Linked DNA regions of Zea mays: region 2 is linked to region 1. Evidence: chromatin contacts called from public Hi-C data. All regions are on one chromosome and are shown on one strand. The core of a region is the stretch at or near the end of the contact, and the rest is flanking DNA. Distances in the headings are between cores, read along the strand shown.

The links. Hi-C and Micro-C count contacts between places; a contact is called where the count stands out from the background.
Region 2: a Hi-C map of tassel shows a contact between it and region 1, with 2.5 times the contacts expected there. The contact joins the promoter of LOC103164604 here to the enhancer-like site in region 1. A contact is called at or near these places in 4 of 25 Hi-C or Micro-C datasets (ear, leaf and tassel).

What each region holds. Positions count from the first base shown.
Region 1 is chr10:116,876,604-116,881,459 of Zm-B73-REFERENCE-NAM-5.0, reverse strand. No RefSeq gene overlaps it. Among protein-coding and RNA genes, the nearest start is that of LOC103641620, 6.8 kb to the left of the region's middle. Within about 2 kb of position 3,274, at least 20 of the 20 cell types and tissues checked have an H3K27ac peak or open chromatin away from gene starts, as enhancers often do. A contact at or near this core is called in ear, leaf and tassel, where this site is marked.
Region 2 is chr10:117,013,948-117,018,761 of Zm-B73-REFERENCE-NAM-5.0, reverse strand. LOC103164604 reads right to left here and starts at 1,932. Exons shown (of 8, transcript NM_001291850.1): 1 at 948-1,932; 2 at 197-358. The coding sequence starts at 1,610.

The DNA.
Region 1 (4,856 bases), core at 2,025-4,524:
TGATAATTATGTTTATCTAAATTATGTTACTCCTTATACTTTGCATGAATATTATCCATTTCTTTATCATGATCATGAAGGTATGTCCTTCATGACCTTCGTCCTAGACTCAATATATCCGAAGGGAAATAATGATTCAAAGGACGAAGGGCTTTGATATTTAACATTTTATGTTGCCTTGTTCTTAATTCATAGCATTTAAGAACGAGTCCCCAACACTAGCATAAAAGGAACAAGTGATAACTAATTTTAGCCTAAAATTTGTTACATGAAGTTTATTTCAATTAGAACATATTCAATTAATAATATTATGAGACATATTTATAAGAAATGTTGATTTTAAGGCGGGTTTTAAAAACCCATGGGTTTTTGGGTATGGGTAGTGGAAGAACAAACCCATGCCCACGTACCCGTTGGGTTTCCATTTGAACCCATTAACAAACCCATGGGTAGAGAAATTGACCCAAACCCATACCCTAATAGAGCAAAAACCCACCGGGTTTCGGGTAGCGGGTACCCATTGCCATCTCTAGTTCCATGGCTTCATCGATAATAAACCAACTAGGTAAGTTTATATCGTGGCATAAAAACCCTGGTTGGATGAGGTGCATTTGTGCTAAGGCTATCTGATATCTAAACTTAAATCACACGCAAATCTTTCTAAATTTATGTTCCCTAGCCCATTATATATACCACTGTATAATCTGTTAGTTTAAACTTTGCAAAACTCATTCAACCAAATCACCCCCACACTCTCATAACCTCCACTTATAGGTGTACATTTGGGCCGGGCCTGGTGGGCCGGCCCGAAGCACGAAAAAAAGCACGGCCCAGGCACGGCACGGCCCGAAATAATTTAGTGCCGGGCCGGCACGGCCCGTTATATCGGGCCGGGTTTGAGCCGAGGTCACGACCCATGGGCGGGCACGAGCACGACCCGTTTAAGGCAGGCACGAAATGGCCCATATAGAGGCACGAAAAGTCCCATATATTTATTAAAACTACACTTTATTCCACACTTTCATATACTTGATAAATAACACAAAGCTAGAGATAATGCTAGTTAGATGTTTTTTGTAGCTTTGAATTAGAGTGTGTGATGTAATTTTGCTTTTGTTATGAACATTAGACAATAAACTGAACTTACGAACTTTGTATAGAGCTGATTATACTCTTTTTCCTTCTAACAAAATGATTTATAAACGAGGTAGTCATTGCATAGCTGTGGTAACTTTAATACAAATACTAAGTTTGATTTTGTTCAAATTTATTTGTCTTATCTTTTATTTGTTTTATTATTTTTTTTGAATTTAGGGCTCTAATGTGAATTTTGGGCCAAAAACTGAATTTCGGGCCTAAAATTGAATTTCGGGCCGTAATGTGAATTTCGGGCTTTTATAATTTCGGGCCGCCCGAAATGAGCCCGGCACGTTTAAGCAATTACGGGCCGGGCCGTGGGCCGAGGGCTAGGCCCATGGGCCGGCCCGGCACGGCCCGAAATTCAAACGGGTCGGGCCGACCCGAAATTCAAACAATACATGCCTTTTCGGGCTTGGGCCAGGCCGGGTCGGGCGGCCCGAATGTACACCTATACCTCCACTAAATCTACCAAACAAATTACACACAGATTAACACACCATCAATACTAACGGTTCAGATCGTTAGATAACCCTCTATTCCTTACTCAAATCCAATCGACAATATTATTTTAATCATCCCTTGTTCCTCTCCCTCCCCCACGACTCCAAATCGCACCTAGCCTCCCCCTTCCCCTCCTCTGTGTCCCTGCCACCCCTCCCCTTCACTCGCGCTACCACCATCGTCGTCAACCCCTCCCCTCGCACTGCTGCCGCCACCGTCAACTCCTCCCCTCCTCGAGATCATAGCGTCAACATGAGCTATATTTAGTTTTCTTAAAATTGATAATATCTTGGCTAGTCGACCTTCATTTCTCTCATGATAGTTGGGCATATGCTATCCGAAAGAAACACCTTCCCCTTCTGTCCCAATTTATAATTTGTTTGACTTTATGTGCCAAATTTGACCGTCTCGTTATGGAAAAATAAAAAATTTAAAGCCGTATCTAAAGTATTATATACTAAACGATATCACAGTAAAAGTTAATAATAATTATGATTTTTAGTAAGACAAACATGTCAAACTTAAGGTAAAAAAGTTAAACGAATTATAAATTAAAATGGAGGAAATATGGTTTTTTAAATAGTCCCTTGGGTATTTTATTACCGCGAGGAGATAATTGGTCACGAGGTAAAGACACATTTGTAAGGCTCATCCCACCTACTTGCTTATGTGAAGATTCTACCTTGCCACTTTGATAGTTTCTGTGAGGTGCGTTTGGATTTCTTTATTTTTAAGAAATTGGAATTGTATTTAATAGTAGGTTATTTGGTTTGAAATTTGACTTTCCACCACTTTCTAAAGTTTAGATATAAGTCTATTCTAAATTCGTAGGACTAGTGGATGGAAATTGATTTTATATATCACTAGTCCATAATTCTATTTTGTAACTTATAACATGCTCTCTGGCTCGTCCTCTATAGTAGAAATATAATACATAAATATCTATCTACATAAATATATCTCTCGTTATGACCAGCAATAGTATATAAATATATTTTATATAAAACTATATTAGATCTATGCTTAAATTATGATTATTAAAATAGAATTCAATTCCAAGCATCGAATCTGTGCCTAAAGTTTTATTTATCAGCAGCTGGACATCGATTCTTCTATAATGCCTGATGGTGATGGATAAACCGAGGTAGGTTATGATGAAGCTTGTCAGCGCTAGAAATAGGCCAGCAAGAATGCCTTTTTAAACGGTGGTACAACTGATGGCTACAACGCTTGTTAAAAGAAATGGTTGTATCACCTTTGTTTTTGCAAAAAATTGTTGAAGTGTATCTCGTCATATGGGCACTTTAGATGCATTCTTTAGGAGCACTTATACCTTACGCTCAGTAGCAAGGTGGCTACTTCCATGTAGCGGAGAATTTCATTCTTTAATCTATGTACTATGTTGTTAATGTTTGAATACATATGAACTTTATAAAAAAAAACCCGACAAAAGTGAACCGATCGTGGTGGCAGCCAAGAGGGGGAAAAACACAGTGGAACCGGTCGAAGTTACATAGGCCCACTACGGGGTCCATGTAGAAACCTACAACAAACCAAGCCCAATCTCTCTAGAAAAGGCCTGCTAAGATGAAGCCCCATTCCATATCTCCACAGGTCTACAAATACACGCACATTTCTGCATCCTCTCCTCGCGTCCCTCTTCCCAACCCTAACCTTCTCTCCCCCACTCCGCCGCCGCATTGAGCACGGGGTCGCAAACCTCGCCTCCGGTCCTCCGCACACAGGGCAGCGACTCTGCGTGCGCACCTCCCGCCTCCGGTGGGCCGTCGCGCCGCACCCCGGCGGCTGCACTGCTCGCCGTGGGCGGGTAGCGGGAGCCAGCAGCCGCTGCTGCTCCACCTAGGCGGCCGCGCCGCTATGTTAGCGCTTGTGCCCCAAGCGAAGCGTTACCCATCCGCTTAGCGCGTGCGTCTAGTGCCGCATTTTGGAACCCGGAGCGATAGTACATGCAGTATTTCAATCTTGGTTTCTTGGTCACTGACCGTAACACTTTGCTTTGTATGCATGGCCCTTAAGATCGCCTCCCTTTTGCTATGTGGGAGCGTGTCGAGTCATAGCCATGCAAAATTAACGACGAGGTCCCAGAGAGTTTTTCTCTGGAACTTCCTCCCTTCCTGTTGCAGTTCTAGGTGTCTTCATCCGGGGCATCGAGTTCCCTGTAGTGTATGACCATTATGTGGCAGCTGTTTTCTGCAGCGCTTCTGTGAGCTCATCACTCGTGCGACTCTTTGCCAAATCAAATGGAGATGTCTAAGCTTTGGAAGGGAACATGTTTTAAAAAAAAAGAATTTGTGAATTGTTTCCTCGGATAGTTCTACCATAATTTCGAATTTCCATTAGTTCAGTCAAACTGCAGTACACAGTTTTACCATTAGTCTTAATTCTACTGATTGTCAATTTTCTTTTCAACTTTGACCTTTAAGATGTCTTGCTTCCAGTGGATCAATGTTCACTAATTCTGGTTTCTGTTAAGATTGCAACCTAATTCTGGGTTGCAGCACTATAAGGCTATGACTACTGCAATTTTAGAATAGGAGGTGGGGATGAGGAAGCTAATGGAGATAAACTTAGGTCCTGTTCTGTTTTCACGGATTGGGGATTGGAGCTTAGGAATGATTCTAGCCGGATTATTTTTCTAATTTATATAAATTAAATTTTCATGAGCTGGAACGCCCGGTTCGGGCCGTGTTCATGAACTTGTAGTCTCTGCTATGATGTCAAAAGGTCTACCGTTTTGTTTTCGCTCAGGTTCTGTTCAGGTCCTTTGAATTAAAATCTATTGTATGATCATAATTTAGGAATATCGATCAATTAAGATAATATGGTAGGATGGCGTATATATTTGTATATTGTTGTTGGCAGAGATAAAACTGCATCTGAGTAGCGAGCTAAAGAGCATACTGTAAGTTGCAAATTAGAAAGAAATGTAATACAGTGATGTATATAATTAGTTTTTATCCTCTATTATATAAAAATTTAAGATATATTTATATCAGAATTTTTAAAATCATGGGATGTAAAAAAATTAAGCTTGATATTCAGTGCACTAAATATATTTTAATTCAACTGTAATGAAGGGATTTAAACGGATCATCATTTGATCTTTGAAGAGAGGACGAGGAAGGTTGGGTGGGAGAAGGGAGGTTGTGATATCATTCAAAACTAGACTGAAACCTGTGGTGAAATCTGTTGGC
Region 2 (4,814 bases), core at 683-3,182, 140 kb before region 1:
ACGTAAAAACTAATTAAGCTAAGTATTTAATGTCCGTAAATAAGTGCAATATATTAACTTGGCTTGCAAAATATGGCAAGACATGTCAGAACTTTGATGGTTAAAATTTATTAATTTAAAGCACTGGATAAGCAAAAGATTATCCTAACAAGATATAAACCAGATGATTAGTGCTGGATGCAAAGACGAAACCTACCATATAATCAACACACATCTGCCTAGCCATGTCATAAGCTTCTGCGTCTCCATAAACTTGATCAGCAACAGCTCTGAATAGACAGTTCCCATCTTCGGCCATCTTTCTGATTTCCAACCCTTTCACTCGCCTTAGGTCATGGTCAAACATACGCTCCCTTTCCTGAGGCACAAAATAAATTAGATGAGAAGTTGCAAAAAATACGATCATACAATATTACACTGACTCGTGTACACAACATAAACAGCTACAATATTAAATAGGGGCAGAGCCAGTGGCGGAGGCTCCCAGATAAGTGGTGTCTAGGGAGGGATAAACCGCAGCAATCCTCCTCCTCCCCCCCCCCCCCCCCAGCAAATGCGGAGAGGCTGCTTCAAACTCATGACCTAGTGACTCAGTAAATTGTTACTATATAAGCAAGAAAAAAAATGAGGCTCTCTTGACTAAAATTTGTGTCTGCCTATATTATTCACAATAAAATAGCTAAAGTAATAAGAATGATTCTGCTATCTGACAGACTGACACCAGGAGGAAATATAAAATTCATATTCAAATTATCATCATACACATAGAAAACACAGCCAACCTACCTAGGAGCATATTGTCTAACTATACAGGACGCTAAACATCTAGAATTGTATATCCACATTATTAGTATACAATAATGGTAATGAATATAGTACTGCTGTAAATGTCATAGGAGGGGTTAAAGCTCATAAAAATGCAAAACAAGACAGCTGGAAATCATTACCGAATCATCATAACTCAAGGCATAACAGGGGCCCTGTTCATCAGCACTGTTGTAACCTTCCCCATCAACAAGTGACCTAGGTGAAGAAGGCCGAGAACCTGAAGCAGATGTCCGGGCTGCCACTAGTGGCCAAGCTACTGGCCTTCTTGAAGATCCAATCCGCACACTATTCGAACTTCCAGGCCCCATTCTCCGCAAGCCATTATTCCCCAACAATGGTTTTGGAGGTGGAGCTGGCGGTGGTGGTGGGTGCGATGCTGCACCTGCCATCTGTGATGAACCAGTGACTGACAGCACAGAATTTTCATGCTCAATCTGATCAGGGATCTGGATCCCTACAGGTTCCTCTACTAAGAAAGTGGGGTTGATTACATTAGAGTCATCCTTAAGAGGCTTCTCCCTGGCAGCCCTCTCCTCTGCGGAGCTTGAGCTCTCTGAAATGGTGTCATCCGTCCTCAAAGGCTTATTGCTGATATTCTCGCTGCCCTCATTTAAATTATCAGTTGTATCATCTATGGCCAATAGCTCCGGCAGCTGTGGTTGAGGTTGCAGCGGCAACTCCTCCTCCCGGGCAGCTGCTGCCGGCTGCACTGGCTGCGTGTCCGAGCGGCCGGAGCTGGACGAGGAGCCGGCGGTCCCGCGCTGCACGAAGATCCTCGTCATCTCCCGCCAGGGTCGTCCTCAGCGTCGAGCATGGGAGTTTGAGCTGAAACCCCAATCTTCCTAGAAAATTAACTACACCCGCAACTTAGTTTTCCAATCCCTCGCGTCAACTGAGATCGATCGACCTCGCGGGCTTTGTCGAAGTTGGAAATCCCATCTGACCAAATTAGGGTTCCTTACCAACGAAGGGAATTCCGAGCCCGGGTCGATCTCCACTCCAACGCCAATCCGATAGCTGTGGAGAAGGGGAGGGACCGAGGGAGAAGAAGGACGGACGTGCCAGAGATGGCTGCGAGGTGAGAGCTCCTTCTGGGAGCCTTCCGTGCTTCGAGGATGGGAGAAGGCTGGTGGCGGGTTCGGCGGCGCTGGCAAAGGAGAGGACGATGGTGTGTGTGTGATGCTTTGAGGTCTAGCTAGGCGTCATGCAGTAGGGCCGACCTGGGCCGTGTTCAGCCTCAACCCCACCAATATTTTTTAGTCTCAAATTTTAGGTTCTGTTTATTTCACCAAATATAATATAAAAGATAATAGTAATAATTCAGACTCGAATATCGATAGTAACAAGTTTGAATAAGCTGGTATCCATTTCTAGTGTGGTATAGATAGGGATGGCAACGGGGAATTCCCCGTCGGGTTTTAGCTCCCCAAACCCGTCCCCGCGACGAAAAAATTTCCTCGCGGGGATCCCCACGAATGCTTGCGGGAGACATTTCTTCCCCATCCCCGTTCCCCGCGGGGATAAATCCCCGTCGAGGATCCCCATCCCCGCTTAAATTATAATTAAACTGTACTTTATTGTTATTAATGTAAAACATTATCACTTATACACATTGTTAGATGTAAAAATCATTTTGTGCACATTAAAATCAATGTATTTGTACAACGGATAATCTCTTGACAAGGTAATTCTTTATTTTTTATCATTAACTATTACATGAAATCATTGTCACATGTACGTTTAACGGGTCCCCGCGGGGAACGGGGATGGGGAATGCTTCTCCATCCCCGTCCCCGTTTACCCGTCGGGGGAGAATTTTCCCCCGTTTACATCCCCGTGGGGGAAGAAACGTCCCCATCCCCATCCCCTAATAGAGGAATTCCCCGCGGGGAATCGGGGATCGGGTCCCCATTGCCATCTCTAGGTATAGATTACGGTTGAACTTAAACAAATATAATTTAACGTTATGAGTTATACATTACATTACCAATGTGTGAACCAAACGACACCTTAAAGATTAGAGCAACAAGAGATTAGTAAGGCCCCGTTTGGTTACATGGGCTAATTTTTAGTCCCTTCAATTTAGTCTCTTTTAGTCTCTAATTTACCAAACACAAGAACTAAACTAGGTGAGTGCTCGTGCGTTGCAACGGGGACATATAATACCACGGTAACTTATATACAAAATGTGTGTTATATTGTTATGAGAAAATGTTTCATAATTCATTTGTGATCCTGGTCATACATAAATTTTGTTATTTTAATCTATTTGTTTCATCACTACATTGCAACCATCAGTATCATACAGACTTCGATATATGCCACGATTTCCATGGTCTCATCATTGGAGAGCACGCCCCAAGCCTGCCGGAAAAAGTTCCCTCGTACATCGTTAGTCATCAAGCACGCACCACCATACGCGCTTGCTCAAACAAAAAAACAATTGTTTGTGTTTGCGAAGAGAATTCAAGGCAGGCCAGCATAAAAAGTTACCCCGACGGTGGGAGGATGACCAACTGATCATTGCTGTCGGTCCTCCTCTGCGTCACCTCCGGCGCCGATATGACGCCACAATCCATGATATAGTAGTCGTCGAACGCGCGTGACATGGCGAGTACCGATGACTCTTGGCTGGGCTGTCAGACGAAGTGCACCTCGGGCTCATTAGCAATGTAGTACACCTGGCCGTTACACCACCGGATGCGCTACTCCTCTACATACATCATGTTCGAGGACACTCACACAACGTTAGCAAAGACCGTCGTCCGAGCGTACAAGAATTCATGGCCAGTCAGTAGCGACTTACATGGCAGGTTGGACTTCAGATGGACGATGAACTGGACGGCGTTATGACGCTGTCGTTGGATGTGGTGCCCAGAACAACCCGAGAGTCGCCAACGTTGGCAACGACCATGAGGTCCCCCTGCTTGACGATGGACAACGTGGTGCAGCCGCTCTGGACCGCGTCCAAGCGGCGGCTGCGTCGGAGCTTGTCATACACAGCGGCTCATGCGGCCACGTAGGACTGCTTCTAGAGGTCGAACTGGCAGCCGTCAAACTTTTTCTCGTCGTCGATGAGTGATGCCAACGTGAGCGCCTCCTGCTAGTGGTGTTTGTTTGGGGTTTCCAAGCAAGAAACATGGATTCATCCTTGGCGTTGGTTTATGAAAATAACTCACAAGTCAGATCCATGGAAAAATATTATGGAGAATAAATGACACGCATGCAAAAAAAGAATTTAAGTTGAAAACATTATTCAAACAAAAGAAATTGCATGCAAGACTCTTCTTTAAATACTACTCATTCCATCCAAAAATATAATTCAAGAATCTCGGTGATACTTATCTACTACTATGCATTGTGCAAGGGTAGTAGGGTAGGCTTGGAGAGAGATGTAGTAGATGTTTTTACTGTCATAGATGAAGACATAAACAAACATGTGGTGTAGCGATAGCTACTGCTTGCATTTGCCTAAGAGGTCGCGGGTTCCAATCCCCTTGGGGTCATTTGTATTTTTTTAATTTTAGTTGTGTGTGGGAATGAGAATGAGAATGGGCTTTGGGGAGGGGGAAATGAGAAAGGCAGAACAGGGAATGGGAATGAAAGAACATAGGAATGTGCTGTGTGGGGAGGAGGGAATGAGAAAGACAGAACATGGAACAGGAATGGCAGAACCGGGAATAGTGGCAGAACACGGAATGGCAGACTAATTTTGCAGCCTTAATAAGTAGTAGAGATAATTAACAAGTGATCAGTTTGGTACAGAACAAGCCTGCTGGAAACATGGCTCGTTCCTTGATTTATATACCAAAACAAATGATATAATATCTTCATACAAAAGCTAAAGATAAAGAGCAATAGCGGACGACTATGCATACTGACTGACAATTGGTTTGATTATGACAGACAGGGAGAAAAGTGAAGCAAAAAAATCGTAAAGGAGATAAGAATAAAACAAAACTCATATTCTTCTCTGTATGTATGCT